Regions from separate parts of the Mus musculus genome. Here all the other regions are linked to region 1. A link is a contact called in public Hi-C data. All regions are on one chromosome and are shown on one strand. The core of a region is the stretch at or near the end of the contact, and the rest is flanking DNA. Distances in the headings are between cores, read along the strand shown. Region 1 has its middle 16 kb from the start of Gm30695. Region 2 overlaps Rcan1 (regulator of calcineurin 1). Region 3 overlaps Rcan1 (regulator of calcineurin 1). Region 4 holds the start of Clic6 (chloride intracellular channel 6).

Region 1 (3,197 bases), core at 432-2,931:
AGCTGGTTTCTACTTCTTTTCTTCCTGGCAGTTGGGTGTATTGGGCGCGGCCCCTCGGGTTGTTCCCCCTGAATTTCTGCCCCTCATTTGTCTTTACAGTACTCACTGAAAGTGCCAAGTGTGGAGTTGTGGGAATCTGAGGGCTCCTCTTCTTAAACATTTCTTTAAGATTTTCTTTCTCTGTGGGGAATGGTATCAGCAAGCAGGATGCAGAGCACAGGGTCGGATGGACCAGGGTAGGAGGAGCACACACCCCATACCATCATGTTCCACGGTCCCGACTCAACTCCACCTCCTGGTGCAGAGCCTCTTCTTGCTCCACAGTGGTGTCTGCCATCCACTCAGACTCTCAAGAAGCTGAATAGTTGCTCGCTTGTTTGTTTGAAAATCTGAATCTGGTTGTTTAACTCCAACCAGTCAGTCCTGTCAGACATTCTCTGGGGGTGGGGATAGTTTAGAGGGATGAGAAATTATCCCAGTGTTATAACACGAAGATATTTTCTGTTGATTAAGTGCACTTTGTACAGTTCTGGCCATGTGGTGGTGACAGTATGGTGGTATCAGGAATGTGGTGGTGGCAGTGGTGTGGTGGCTTGCTTCTTTGTATAACAGGAAGATACTTTGGATGTGGTGACAGAAAATGTTGGCTTGTGGTTCTTTGCCTGTGGTCTTGGGTGTGCATGCCCTGGGCTTTACTGCTGACCAGAAGTCTTGAGGGGACAACTGGCCTGTCAACAAAGCATTTCCTCCTGGCCCATGATCCAGCTTAGTGTAGTGATAGCTTGGGGTTAGGGAGGCCTGTGTGTGGGAGACGGGGAGAAACTGTGCAAGCTGCTACAATATTCGTCCTGACCAGCTGTCTCTGGAGAGGATGCACAGTGATCTGGCTTGTAAATGGTTAGAAGGGAGCCAAGAGGAACATCTAGTCATAATTAGATTCCTGAAGTGGCTCCGGGTAGACAGTAGCGAGGTCAGAAAGTTGGGTATGACAGAGAATGTAAGCACCTGTCCCCACTACCTCGGTGAAGTTACAAAGCAGGTTGCATGGAACTCATTCTATTTTGTCTTTAACCTTATGTTTGGGAATAATCATAGGCTCATAAAAAATTACAAAAAAAAGTGTACAGGGGTGAGTGGGCTTTTCTCTTCTGCTACCGATGCACAGTCTGGGTTCCTTTGCTCCTCTTAGGCTAAAATTGTAAGTAAGCAAACAGTGGCGGTGGGACTTCTGGGTCTCTTTGTCCCAGATGTAGGCTGGACTAACAGACCCAGAGGCATATAGCTCTGAGTTCCAGATCTGGGTCCCCACGACTGGGCATATAGTCCCAAGCTCCCCACAAGAGGCGCAGGCTGGGAGGCTTCCTGCCCTGGGCCCAGACAGTGGGACCACCCTCGTGTATGGATCATAGCAGCAGGATTCCGTGGGTCAGGTCATATCTCTTAAGCTCTGGATGTTGGGACCCTTAGCTCATAGCAGCAGCTGGCATCAACTTTTGCTGCTGCCTCTTAACTTTAACTCTTTGCAGCCTTCCCTCATCCAAGGCCTGACTCTGCATTGTCTCAGCTTCCCCTTTCAGCCCAGCTGCCTCTGCTCCCTGCAGTTCCTGCCCTCCCCACCCCCCCAGTTGCTCTCTGCTGCTGAGCTTGCTACCAGTCATCGGTTACAGCAGCCTCTTCTTACCATCTCCACCCACTCTACCCAGGAGCAGAATTAGGCAACAGCAGATCACTCTAGATACACGCACAGGTGCCCATGTACGTACATGCATGCCTGCATATTCACATACACACATGCATGCACATACAGGCACATTCATGTTCACACACACACACACACACTTTTTCTCACAGTTTTTGGTAGTATTTTAAGGTTTCTCAGTAGTGACAACTGTAAAGTTTTATCTCTACTATGGAATGTACAGCCATGCCCCTTTCTAGGCTGATTTTTTCCCCCAAATTCCCTCTCTGTTTTTGGTTTATGGAAGCCAAACATATCTTAGAATTAATGGGTCCTGATGGCCGACCACAAATGGAACTTACGAGGATGTTATTAACATGTGCCAGCAATTTAGCTACAGAAAGGGAATTAGCAATCAACTCCTTTCTATCGCCAGCAATTAGAAGTGATTGACCTCAAACCGAGGCCTGAGAAGGGAGGAAGTCTTGAAAGCTGCCCATGTATGATGAGACTCTAAGACATCTTTTTAATTGGGATGCTTCCTGCCTTTGGTTGCAGAGGGCAGCTTGGGCAAGCCACACGGAGAGTTAGAATGCATAGGGCTTGCTCACGTGGCCCGGTGATATGATCTAACTTGGAATTCCTATGGCTGAAGTAAAGAGAGGCACAGTTAGATTTATGTTCCCTGTTGAGCCCAAGACATGGTATCCAGGCAACTCAAGCTGAACGCACACAAGATAGCGACCCTACCCCGCCTACTTGGTAAACTCCATGCAGGTGGTGGAAATAATACCTTGATAAATACGGCTGGTCACCTAGGACATTTTCCTTATATCAACATTTACCATAGGAGGTTCTCATGTCTTTGGATTTCACCAAGCAAACAACGCATCTCAGACCAGAAAGAGAAGCAAAGCTTTGCCAGGAAATGCTTGGCAGTAGTTGGCCTAACAACTGACTTGCACTGCTCGGCTATCCATGATCATTGGTCAGGGTGTTTGTAAGAGATAGCCTTGGGTTGGGGAGCACTGGCAGGCAGTCTTGAGTTGGGGAGCACAGGCAGTCTTGGGTTGGGGAGCACTGGCAGGCAGTCTTGGATTGGGGAGCACTGGCAGGCAGTCTTGGGCTGGGGAGCACAGGCAGTCTTGGGCTGGGGAGCACAGGGAGTCTTGGGTTGGGGAGCACTGGCAGGCAGTCTTGGATTGAGGAGCACGGGAAGGCAATCTTGGGTTGGGGAGCATGGGTTCCTCAGAAGCTCTGCCTTTCATTTGCTGCAGTGTTGTGTCTCTTGTTAGCATTCATAACACAGTGTTCCGCAGCACTGAGCCTCTCAGCACAGAGGCAATGGTTCCACTTCAGTTGCTGTTTGATGACCTGAAAATCCTAGCAATTGGCTCCATTATGGCTCTAAATAAAACGGGAGAAAACCCCTACAGAATACAAATTGACCCTAACTTAATCTTTCTTTTGTACAAGTAAACCACAGAATCAATAGATAACTTTCTTTGACAAATCAAAC
Region 2 (3,197 bases), core at 212-2,711, 1.1 Mb after region 1:
GCTGTCAGAGTGCCTTGTATTTAGCTTGTTCAGGAGCTGCCTTCATGTTGGTGTCATGCCTCCTTTCAGCAGGTCAGAAAGATGGAGAAGAGAACTGCCATTTGACTAGAACGGAATCTCACTCCTCCAGCATAGAGCCAGCTTTCAAAGTCAGCCTCACAAGTGGCTTTGAAAGCAAAAACATATGCTGCAATTAAAAGACACTGAATGTCTTAATTCACTGCTTCTTAATGAGTCAAGAAAATGGGTTGGGAATTCATAGACCCTTAAACCCTGGTTTTAAAGCTGAGTGTCTGGGGGTTTCTTAACTCAGGCTCAGACAAACTACCATGGACTGGCGAGAGTGTCCTAGCTCAGGCTCTCACAAACTACCAGTGACAGTTGAAGCATCACAAAGCACCACGGACTGGGTGGCTTAACACAGAGGATTCCCATGTCCCATCCATGGCACTTCATCAAATCCAGTCCCTTCCTCAAGACCCCCCCCCCCAACTTCCATGATTATGGACAGCAGAATTCAGCCCATAGTGGTGGGGAAATTAATCTCTCACTTCCCTCCTATGTCATAGGTTGACTCTCCCTGTATCTCCTAGGGAGCAAGTGAGGGGAGAGAGAGGAGAGGCCGGCTGTGCTCTAGAGGGTGGCAGACCGAGAGACTCTGGCTCTGGTGGAGAAACCTGTTCTGGGGTGACAGATCACTGTCAGAGCCTGTGTGGTGGGAGTCCCTGGCCAGGTCCTCAGTAACCTGGTTCTGCTGGTGGTGGCAGCTGCTGTCTCATAGCACCTTGTGCCCTTTTGCAAGACTGTTGTTATTTCATCTTTGTCCGCACGTGTGTATGTGTGTGTGCATGTACAAACAGGTGTGCATATAGCATAGAACATGTCTAGAAGTCACTGGACAACTGTGGGGGTCAGGACTTGCTGTCTACTCTGCTTGAGACAGTCTCTTGCTCACCCCTGTGTCCCTCTAGGTTAGCTGCTTGTCAGCTTTCAGGGATTCTCGTGTCTCTGCCTCCCGTTTCTCCGTAAGAGAGCTGTGATTACAGATGAGCACAGCCATGTGTAGCTTTATGTGGGTTCCAGGGGTCCTGCATGTGTAACTAGTACTCTACCCAGTGAATCACTGCCCTGGCTCTTAGGGCCTGCAAAATCACTGTCTAGCTTACTGAGTGAGAGACCCCAGAATAGTATCGGAGCTGTGTCCTCATCAGGGACAGCCCGTCCCTCAGCCACTTCTCCTAAGTCACTTCATGACCAGTGACTGGCTCCACTGTTCTGTTTCCAGACGTGGTAATGGGTCAGCGGCCTCTGACCTTTTCTGTTTCCCCTCTCAGTGGGAAAAACATGTTCTCTTTCCACATCTGAAATAGAAACGAAATTTCTTGTAAAATATACATCTGTGGGAGGAACCCATTGCTATTCTAACCCTGCTTCCTCCTATTCTTGAGTTCCTGGTCTGCCGGCTGTTGCCTGTGACTTTCAACTTCCACTTTCCGAGTTGCAGTTGCAGCTAACTGCATGCCTAAGTGTGCTGGAGAGGGAAGCACTTGTTTTCAGGCTGCAGCTTTTGAGCTGCAGGTTTTCTTGTTGAGATTTGTTTGTTTGTTTGTTTGTTTTTTCATTGACTTCTAGAATAAACAGGAGGGTTGTTAGTACTCTAGTAATTTGGTGTGTTTTTTTTCCAAGTAATTTAATTATACCAGCAATTATTTGTCAGTTACAGCCTATTTAGTTTGGAAAAAAAAGTTTCTATACTATTTATTTAAACTAGCTTCTTTATTTTTTTTTTTAAATAAGGAGGAAACTGTCATCACACCATAAGATCAACTTTTTAAGGTCATTCCCTCTTAGCCAGTGTGTAGCGAGTTCTTGGCTGAGGAACGGACAGGAATAGAGAGCTTTTGTGAGATGGGGTTTTATTTAATGAGGGAGGGGAAACAAAAACAACAACAACACCGTATGGCCTGAAAAAATGTTGAATCTTCTGCTGCTGTTTTGTTCTGCAGAGACAGGGCCTCACGCCCGCCCTGTTATCTCCGGAAATCCCTCCTGTTAGCAGCCCTCAGCTGGTGGGAGAGCATTCTGTGTGTGTGAGCATTCTGTGTGTGTGAGCATTCTGTGTGTGTGAGCATTCTCTGTGTGTGTGAGCATTCTCTGTGTGTGAGCATTCTCTGTGTGTGTGAGCATTCTCTGTGTGTGAGCATTCTGTGTGTGTGAGCATTCTCTGTGTGTGAGCATTCTCTGTGTGTGTGAGCATTCTCTGTGTGTGTGAGCATTCTGTGTGTGTGAGCATTCTGTGTGTGTGAGCATTCTCTGTGTGTGAGCATTCTCTGTGTGTGTGAGCATTCTCTGTGTGTGAGCATTCTGTGTGTGTGAGCATTCTGTGTGTGAGCATTCTGTGTGTGTGAGCATTCTCTGTGTGTGAGCATTCTCTGTGTGTGTGAGCATTCTCTGTGTGTGAGCATTCTCTGTGTGTGAGCATTCTGTGTGTGTGAGCATTCTGTGTGTGTATGAGCATTCTGTGTGTGTGAGCATTCTGTGTGTGTGAGCATTCTGTGTGTGTGAGCATTCTGTGTGTGTGAGCATTCTCTGTGTATGAGCATTCTGTGTGTGTGAGCATTCTCTGTGTGTGTGAGCATTCTCTGTGTGTGAGCATTCTGTGTGTGTGAGCATTCTCTGTGTGTGAGCATTCTCTGTGTGTGTGAGCATTCTCTGTGTGTGAGCATTCTCTGTGTGTGAGCATTCTCTGTGTGTGTGAGCATTCTGTGTGTGTGAGCATTCTCTGTGTGTGAGAGCATTCTCTGTGTGTGAGCATTCTCTGTGTGTGTGAGCATTCTCTGTGTGTGAGCATTCTCTGTGTATGAGCATTCTCTGTGTGTGAGCATTCTCTCTGTGTGTGAGCATTCTCTGTGTATGAGCATTCTGTGTGTATGAGCATTCTCTGTGTGTGAGCATTCTCTGTGTGTGAGCATTCTCTGTGTGTGAGCATTCTGTGTGTATGAGCATTCTCTGTGTGTGAGCATTCTCTGTGTGTGAGAGCATTCTCTGTGTGTGAGCATTCTCTGTGTGTGTGAGCATTCTCTGTGTGTGAGCATTCTCTTTGTGTGAGCATTCTCTGTGTGTGTGAGCATTCTCTGTGTATGAGCATTCTCTGTGTGTGAGCATTCTCTGTGTGTGTGAGCATTCTGTGTGTGTGA
Region 3 (3,197 bases), core at 178-2,677, 1.1 Mb after region 1:
GGGTGGCTGATGCAAGGGGCAGGCAGGATGCCACAGTTTGCATTTCCATAGCAGTTGTGTGTCTCCCAGGTCCTGGCATGCTTTCCTTCATGGTGGCTGCCCCCTGCACTCTGACCCTGATGGCTCCCTGGGACACCAGACTGCTGTCCCTGCTGTCCCCTAGCAGCAGGCCTTTGTTTCTTAGACATTTCATGGGTATTTCAGTTGCCTCTGGAGCCCAGCCTTTGGAGGGTCCCCAATGCAGTACCGCTGGAAAGAGCAGCTCAAGTGAAGGGTGGCCCCAGTGTGAGCCTGAAGCACATTCCTGGCAAAGACAGTGGCAAGCCCTGGCTTATTTAGTCCCCGAAACCTTCAGCAAGTAGGTAGGGCCTGTGCGGGTCCAGGTAAACAAATACACAAACCAATGTGCTGGGCCAGCCATGGCTCTGAGCAGGAGAGAGCAAGAGGGTGGGCCTCTCACACACACAAATCACCAATGAAGTGTGTCACGTGGTGCTTTGCCTCCTGTGGGACCTGCCAATCTTGAGTGGCATTTTTGTTTCTCTAAATCCTTTTGTGTGCATCCTGAGTTTTATTGTAGTCTGAATTTTGGCTTTTCCTCAGACTCCAGCCTTCATGTTGTGCATTCTGCATTGGCTAAGATCTGGGGCTGAACTGTCCACATCACAGGATCCTTTCAGCCTCCTAAACAAATGTCTAAATGTCATGTCTTCTTCTTCCATTGTGGGTTTGCTTTGGCCTTAAAGGGCCACATTCACATTAACACACACAGAGAGAATGGAAAGTAAATGACATGATTTCTCAATAATGTTTGTTTGGCTGTCATTCTTTATTTAGTTTTGTTGTTGTTAGTTGAGAAAGAGTCCCACTGTGTAGTCCAGGCTGGCCTCAAATGTTCCATGATCCTCCAGTCTCAACCTACGTACTGGGATTATGGGGTGGACCACCATGCTCCGCCCTTTTGAAAATACCTGAAAGTGCATATGTCTGCCCCTGCTATATTTAAGACATCTGCCTGAACAGTTCTCCAATGAATGTTATTTGGGGAAATGGGGGTGGGGAGGGCTTTCTTGTTTGACTGACAGAAGCCTGAGGCCATATCCCTGGCCGACCTCCTCCTAATGCCTCTCTCCACATTGTCTCTTGACATCTCACCTCTCAGCTTCTTTAGTCCTGAACAGCTTTAAAAAGTGTTTTTCCGGCCTTCCTCTCCTTCATCCCTTCTGTGGGATTCCTGGGGATGCTGGGCCTCCTGGAAAGGCGCTCTTCATCCGTGACATTATGCTTTCTGTCCGTGTGCTTCTGCAACACTGTGATCTTAGCCATTTTCTAGCCATTGGGAAAGCAGCGTGCTCTGCACCAGCTCTGACAGAAACCACAAGTAGGGAGGACTAAAGGGTGAAGTAGACCTTAGAGAAGCAGGGTACTAAGACAGGAGAGAAAAGGGGGGGCTCGCTGGGGAAGAGGAAGTAGCAGAAAGGGTTAGTGGGAACAAAGAGAGCTCTCTCTCTCTCTCTCTCTCTCTCTCTCTCTCTCTCTCTCTCGCTCTCTCTCAGAAGGAACAAGCAGTTTCTTCTTACATACTGGAGAGAAGCAAGCTGGGATCAGGATGACGTGCCGAGTAGTACAAAGGTGGCCCTTGGTAGTCACAATGTCGGGTTGAGGTCATGTCCAGGCTGGTGCTGAGGGCGATAATTCAGTGAAGGGCTTGAGAAAACAGTCGCTGATGGGAGCTTGACCCAGAGCTTGTGGACCCATGTGGGGTCATAGGATGCATTAGTAGTGGAGCCAGTCAGCCTGATTCTAGTACTGATTGAAGCAGCCATGACCAAGGGCTTAGCTGAGGTTTGGCCCAGCCATCATGGTGATGGAATGTTGATGAGGGGTTTCCATCACTCATGGTTACCATAAGAGACTAGCTTAGGGAGCTCAGCTATGTCCAAATGTGTGACTTCATCTCTCTGAGCCCTCCCCACTGCTCTGAATCACCATTTCCACACCACTGCTCACCCGAGGAAGAAAACAGGAGCAAGTGGAACCTGAAGTTGTGGTTCTCTGCTGAGCATCTTCCCATATCCATCCAAACAGCACATCCATGCAGACAGCACCCAGACAGCATCTTCCCACATCCATGTGGACAGCATCTTCCCATATATACCCAACAGGACTCAGAGCCAGCTTCCACCTCTACTTAAACAGCAGCCTTGTGACTTCCCTCCATGTCCATTGCAATAGCCAACAGTGCTCAGACGGCGTCTCCCCATGTCTATTCATACAACATTCAGGCAGTGTCTTCCCAAGTCCACCCAAACAACAAACAGAGGTCAGACGGCATCTTTGAATCCCAGGTATAAAAACAAATCCTCACCCAAGAAAATAATCTGTCTTGCATTCAGAGCGTCTGCTGATGTTTGTTGGGAATTGGGAGCCAATGAACACAATGCAGTTGACCAAGCCGGAGGAAGCCTTACCTCGGTGGATCGCTGTCTCGGTGGATAGCAAATAGGTCCACTGTACAGTTCTGATATTGCTCTGAATGAGCCATTTCTTTTCAAATGAATTCTTTACCAAATCTTCACACACAAATCCAGTGCTATCCCACCATGGAGCAGAATCAGCCTTAAAGCCCCACAGTGAGTTGTAGCCACTGACCACTGCATAGCATGGCTCCTTATTCTATGGCTGAGGGCATCAAGCCCAGAAGAAGTGTTGGAATGACTTCCATATTTTTGCCCACAAGCAACAGCCCCCAGGACCAATAAGCATGTGGTTTAATTCCGACTTCTGACATTGCAGCTCCTCACTGAGACAAGAGGAATAATTTTAGGACGGAATTTCGTTCAGGGCCTTGGTCCCTTGAGTTGTATGAAGTTTCCTGGTCACAGGGGAGTTAGTAGCTGTGTTCTTGCCATGTGGGTAGTTTCCGTGTCCCTTGGATGAAATGCAGGTGAGCTCTGCCTGTGTCCAGTCTACTGCAGTGACCGACAGTGGCCACCTCAGAGTAGCTCGGTGCGGCCAGCCCTCTGCATCCACAGCTCTCAGGTCTGTGGGGTCAGCCAACGGCAGCTCACAGAGATCAGATAGAAGCTCATAGCATGTGCAGCTGTCTTATATAACCATCTTCTAATCAATACAGTTCACTAACAATCCGGATCATAGTGGCCTCCTATTAGATATCATAGGCGACGATGTGTATA
Region 4 (3,197 bases), core at 399-2,898, 1.0 Mb after region 1:
GAGTGTCACCAACCACACACACACACACACACACACACCCCTGACTTCCAAACCTTACATGGTTCATGCTACTGACTCTTGAGATGCTGGGGATGGCCCCTCATACGAGTTAGGCAAACCACTAACCCTCATTCACAGCCCTGACTCTCCTGAAACCCTAGCTGTTCCTTCTGACTGATTGAAGCACTTGAGTACGGTTTTGGTTCTGTGGGTAGGCCCTGGGGGCGCAAGATTTACCTTGACGAAGAGGGTGATGTCGTGCTCCTGTCCCGGATCCCCCTCCTCCAATGCTGGGCCATTCTCCCTGCGGCCGTTCACTCGCCCCAACTCTTCTCCACCCTGGACGCTGGGCTCCTCAGCTAAGTGGTTGCTGAGCTCTGCCTGGGATTCCTCCTCGTGTTCGGTGGATTTGGCCTCCTCTCCATCAAGGCTGCCGTCGGGGGGCTTCTCTTGGATGGCCCCCTCGCAGGGTCCCTTCAACTCGGGTTCTGGCCTCGCTTCTTCCTCCCCGGTCTCCTCCTGGAGCTTGCCCTGGTCCCCATTCTCATGAGCATCTACTCTCGCATCCTCGGAAGCTGCTTCCTCGGACCCGTCTTTCCCCAGGGTCTCCCCTTCCCCCGCGGCGTCTGCGGCCGAAGCGCCCGCCAGCTCCCCGGACTCGTTCCCTCCGATCTCTGTGGTTACAATCTCAATCGCCTCATCCTGGGGCTGAGGGCTGCTTTCCCCTCCACCCTGGGGCTCACTCTCCGACCCAAGTGGCCCTCCTGCGGGTGCCTCTGTGTCCATGTTGTCCCCTGCAAGTCCCTGGACTTCTGGGTTGATCTGCAACCCTAGCGCGCCGCCTCCCTGCGCTTCCTGACCAGATTCTGCCTCTTCCCCTGCCTCTGAGGCCGTGGGGTCCTCGGGCTCCCGGCGAGAGTCCCCAGGGACCTCGGGGGCCTCACCCTGAGAGTCTAACCCAGAGCTCATCCCCTGCACCTGCTGGGCGCTTGGCGCCTCCTCCGCTCCCTGCGGGATCGCGCCCTCGGGGTCGCGCTCCGCAGCCTCCGCTTCACCTGGAGCTCCGCTGGCGCCCGGCGTCTCGGCCTCAGGGCCGGTGCGCGGGTCCTGCGCCTGCGCTCCCCCAGTTCCCTCGTCCTGCCCACAGCCTCCTTCCTCCTTCCCCGAGGCCCTGGCCTCTACGCCCGCCCCCAGGTCCCTAGGTGCCTCTGCAGCTTCCTCGCTCGCTTCCCGCCCCTCCAGGTCCGCAGCTCCTGGCTCTCCTGGTCCCTCGATTGTCGCACCTTCGGGTTGCCCCTGGGAACCTGGAGCGACCTCCTTGGGCTCCGTGGCCTCAGCCATGGTAAAACACCCTTCCTCGACGCTGCTCAGGGTGAGGGGCAGGGGCTGACGTGCCCCCTCCGGGAGGACACCCCACTCGCGGTTCTAGAAGCGAAGGTTTCGCTTGATGCAAAATCTAGAGGGCCCCAAGACTCTATGTCCCTTTTCCCTGTCTTAAGGTCTTTGGGTTCTTCCTCAAGAGTTCCTGTTTCTCCTAAATTCGCGCCCGGACCCCAATCCTTCTGTGCAGGCCAGGGTGTGGGGCTAAAGAACTCAGCTTGCCTCTTGAAGTCTTTGGAAGAGATGGGCTGGTTCCCTGCGGTCTCAAGGGTTGACCAGAAATTCTCAGAGCCAGTTCTCCCCTCTTAGGGCTTGGGCGGGGTTTGTCTTCCCCACCTCCTAGCCACTTTGGGTGGCCTGGGAAGCTAGCCAATGACAGCCTTTCTGCGGCTTTTGTGGATTTTAATGAAAAGACTGATTTTACTGGCCACTTTAGCGTTTTCTGGAACAGCTTCAAGTTTCAGAGCCATTTAAATCACGGTCACATACTTCAGTATTGGATTCCCACCTTACCTCACTTCACCATGAAGGCGACTCTGATGCTGAGTGGAATAGACCCATCCCATCCCTGCCTCAGGTTCCACAGAAAAGGTATTAACCCCAAAGGGAGGAATGGCTGCCCTCCCATTTCTGTGAGTTCCAGGAACCTAAAGATGGAAGGGACAATAGCCTGGCGTGCTTGTTGAGGTGGTGGGGGGAGGGGAGGAGAACCAGACGGATACCTCTCCTTCTCCAGCCCCTGAAGACCCTAAGAATCTGTGCATCCCTCGGACTCAGATTTCCTTACTCATGTCCAGTGCTTGGGTCTCAATATCGTGGTTAGGGCGTTGGGGGTTGAAGGTGGGGGAAGAAAATTCGGGATGGGAAAAAAGGAAGTTATAGAATTAACTGGGCCAGGAGTCCCCCACTATCACCCGTCAAAAACTTCTTTCAGAGAAGTTTTCAAAACTATTCCACTGAATTGATAGAGAGAGGACCTCCCACCCCAAACTGTGAGGCCAGCATTTCCCCCTTATCAAAGGACACACCAACTCTAGACCAATATTGCTGATGAGTATAGATGCAAACATTATTAACAAAACACCAAGGGTTTGAATACAACAGCATATCAAAAAGATCATCCACGGCTATCAAGTTGGAGGTTGGAGGTTGCAGTGGTGGCTCAACACATGCAAATCTATAGGCGCAATGCGTCAAAACAACAGAATGTATGACTTTAAAAATCACATGCAGGCTGGAGAAATGGTTCTGGAATTAAGAGTGTGTACTGCACCCACATCAGGTAGCTCACAACTTCCTCCAGTTCTGAGGATCCAACGCCCTCTTCTGGCTTCAAATGGCACCTGCACTCACATGCACAAACCCCTGCAAGAATAACATATATACAGATGATTAAAAAATAAATAAATCTTTTTTTTGAAACAAAATGTGTTCATCTCAGTAGGTACAGACAAGGCACTTGATAACATTCAACATCCTTTCACAATAAAAGATTTGAATTTTTTTCATAGACAGATAATATCTCAACATAATTTAAATTGGTTGGGTGTTTTGTTTTGTTTTGTTTTGTTTTTGTTTTGTTTGAGGCGAAGTCTCATGTAGCCCAGGCTGGCCCAGAGCATACAATATAACACAGGATGATCTTGAACTTTGACCCTGCCTTTGCTGAGATTACATCACCTCGTCACGTCTCGATAAAATGCTGGAGACTGAACTCAAGACCTCCAAGGATGCTGAGCAAGCACCCGGGAAGGCGTTGCCTAAGAATGATGGAGCCGTGGGGATTTCAGTTTGACTTCTCAGGCTCTTACTGCTTT

Evidence for each region. Hi-C and Micro-C count contacts between places; a contact is called where the count stands out from the background.
Region 2: a Hi-C map of bone marrow-derived macrophages shows a contact between it and region 1, with 9 read pairs. The contact joins two enhancer-like sites. A contact is called at or near these places in 1 of 484 Hi-C or Micro-C datasets (bone marrow-derived macrophages) and 3 of 9 other capture datasets (embryonic stem cells, embryonic tail and embryonic trunk).
Region 3: a Hi-C map of bone marrow-derived macrophages shows a contact between it and region 1, with 12 read pairs. The contact joins two enhancer-like sites. A contact is called at or near these places in 4 of 484 Hi-C or Micro-C datasets (bone marrow-derived macrophages, cerebral cortex, myocytes and 1 more) and 1 of 9 other capture datasets (embryonic stem cells).
Region 4: a Hi-C map of bone marrow-derived macrophages shows a contact between it and region 1, with 17 read pairs. The contact joins the promoter of Clic6 here to the enhancer-like site in region 1. A contact is called at or near these places in 5 of 39 promoter capture datasets (the 3T3-L1 cell line, embryonic stem cells, hippocampal neurons and 1 more), 2 of 15 datasets of contacts at CTCF or cohesin (the G1E-ER4 cell line and embryonic stem cells), 59 of 484 Hi-C or Micro-C datasets (the 3T3-L1 cell line, B cells, the C10 cell line and 36 more), 9 of 115 datasets of contacts at active chromatin or transcription factors (astrocytes, differentiating embryonic stem cells, embryonic limb bud and 6 more) and 2 of 9 other capture datasets (adipose tissue and liver).

Annotation. Positions count from the first base shown.
Region 1 is chr16:93,545,760-93,548,956 of GRCm38.p6, reverse strand. No RefSeq gene overlaps it. Among named protein-coding and RNA genes, the nearest start is that of Gm30695, 16 kb to the right of the region's middle. Within about 2 kb of position 1,681, at least 22 of the 459 cell types and tissues checked have an H3K27ac peak or open chromatin away from gene starts, as enhancers often do. A contact at or near this core is called in Th1 cells and bone marrow-derived macrophages, where this site is marked.
Region 2 is chr16:92,414,070-92,417,266 of GRCm38.p6, reverse strand. The region is part of intron 1 of Rcan1 (regulator of calcineurin 1); the gene reads left to right. Among named protein-coding and RNA genes, the nearest start is that of Gm41498, 31 kb to the left of the region's middle. Within about 2 kb of position 1,461, at least 68 of the 459 cell types and tissues checked have an H3K27ac peak or open chromatin away from gene starts, as enhancers often do. A contact at or near this core is called in bone marrow-derived macrophages, where this site is marked.
Region 3 is chr16:92,438,696-92,441,892 of GRCm38.p6, reverse strand. All of the region lies in intron 1 of Rcan1 (regulator of calcineurin 1), which reads left to right. Gm41498 (a long non-coding RNA gene) reads left to right here. Exons shown (of 2, transcript XR_876260.2): 1 at 1-3,197. Among named protein-coding and RNA genes, the nearest start is that of Gm41498, 6.4 kb to the left of the region's middle. Within about 2 kb of position 1,427, at least 29 of the 459 cell types and tissues checked have an H3K27ac peak or open chromatin away from gene starts, as enhancers often do. A contact at or near this core is called in bone marrow-derived macrophages, where this site is marked.
Region 4 is chr16:92,496,598-92,499,794 of GRCm38.p6, reverse strand. Clic6 (chloride intracellular channel 6) reads right to left here and starts at 1,648. Exons shown (of 6, transcript NM_172469.3): 1 at 238-1,648. The coding sequence starts at 1,341. It overlaps 2410124H12Rik (RIKEN cDNA 2410124H12 gene), which reads right to left. Exons shown (of 3, transcript NR_165041.1): 3 at 2,425-2,745.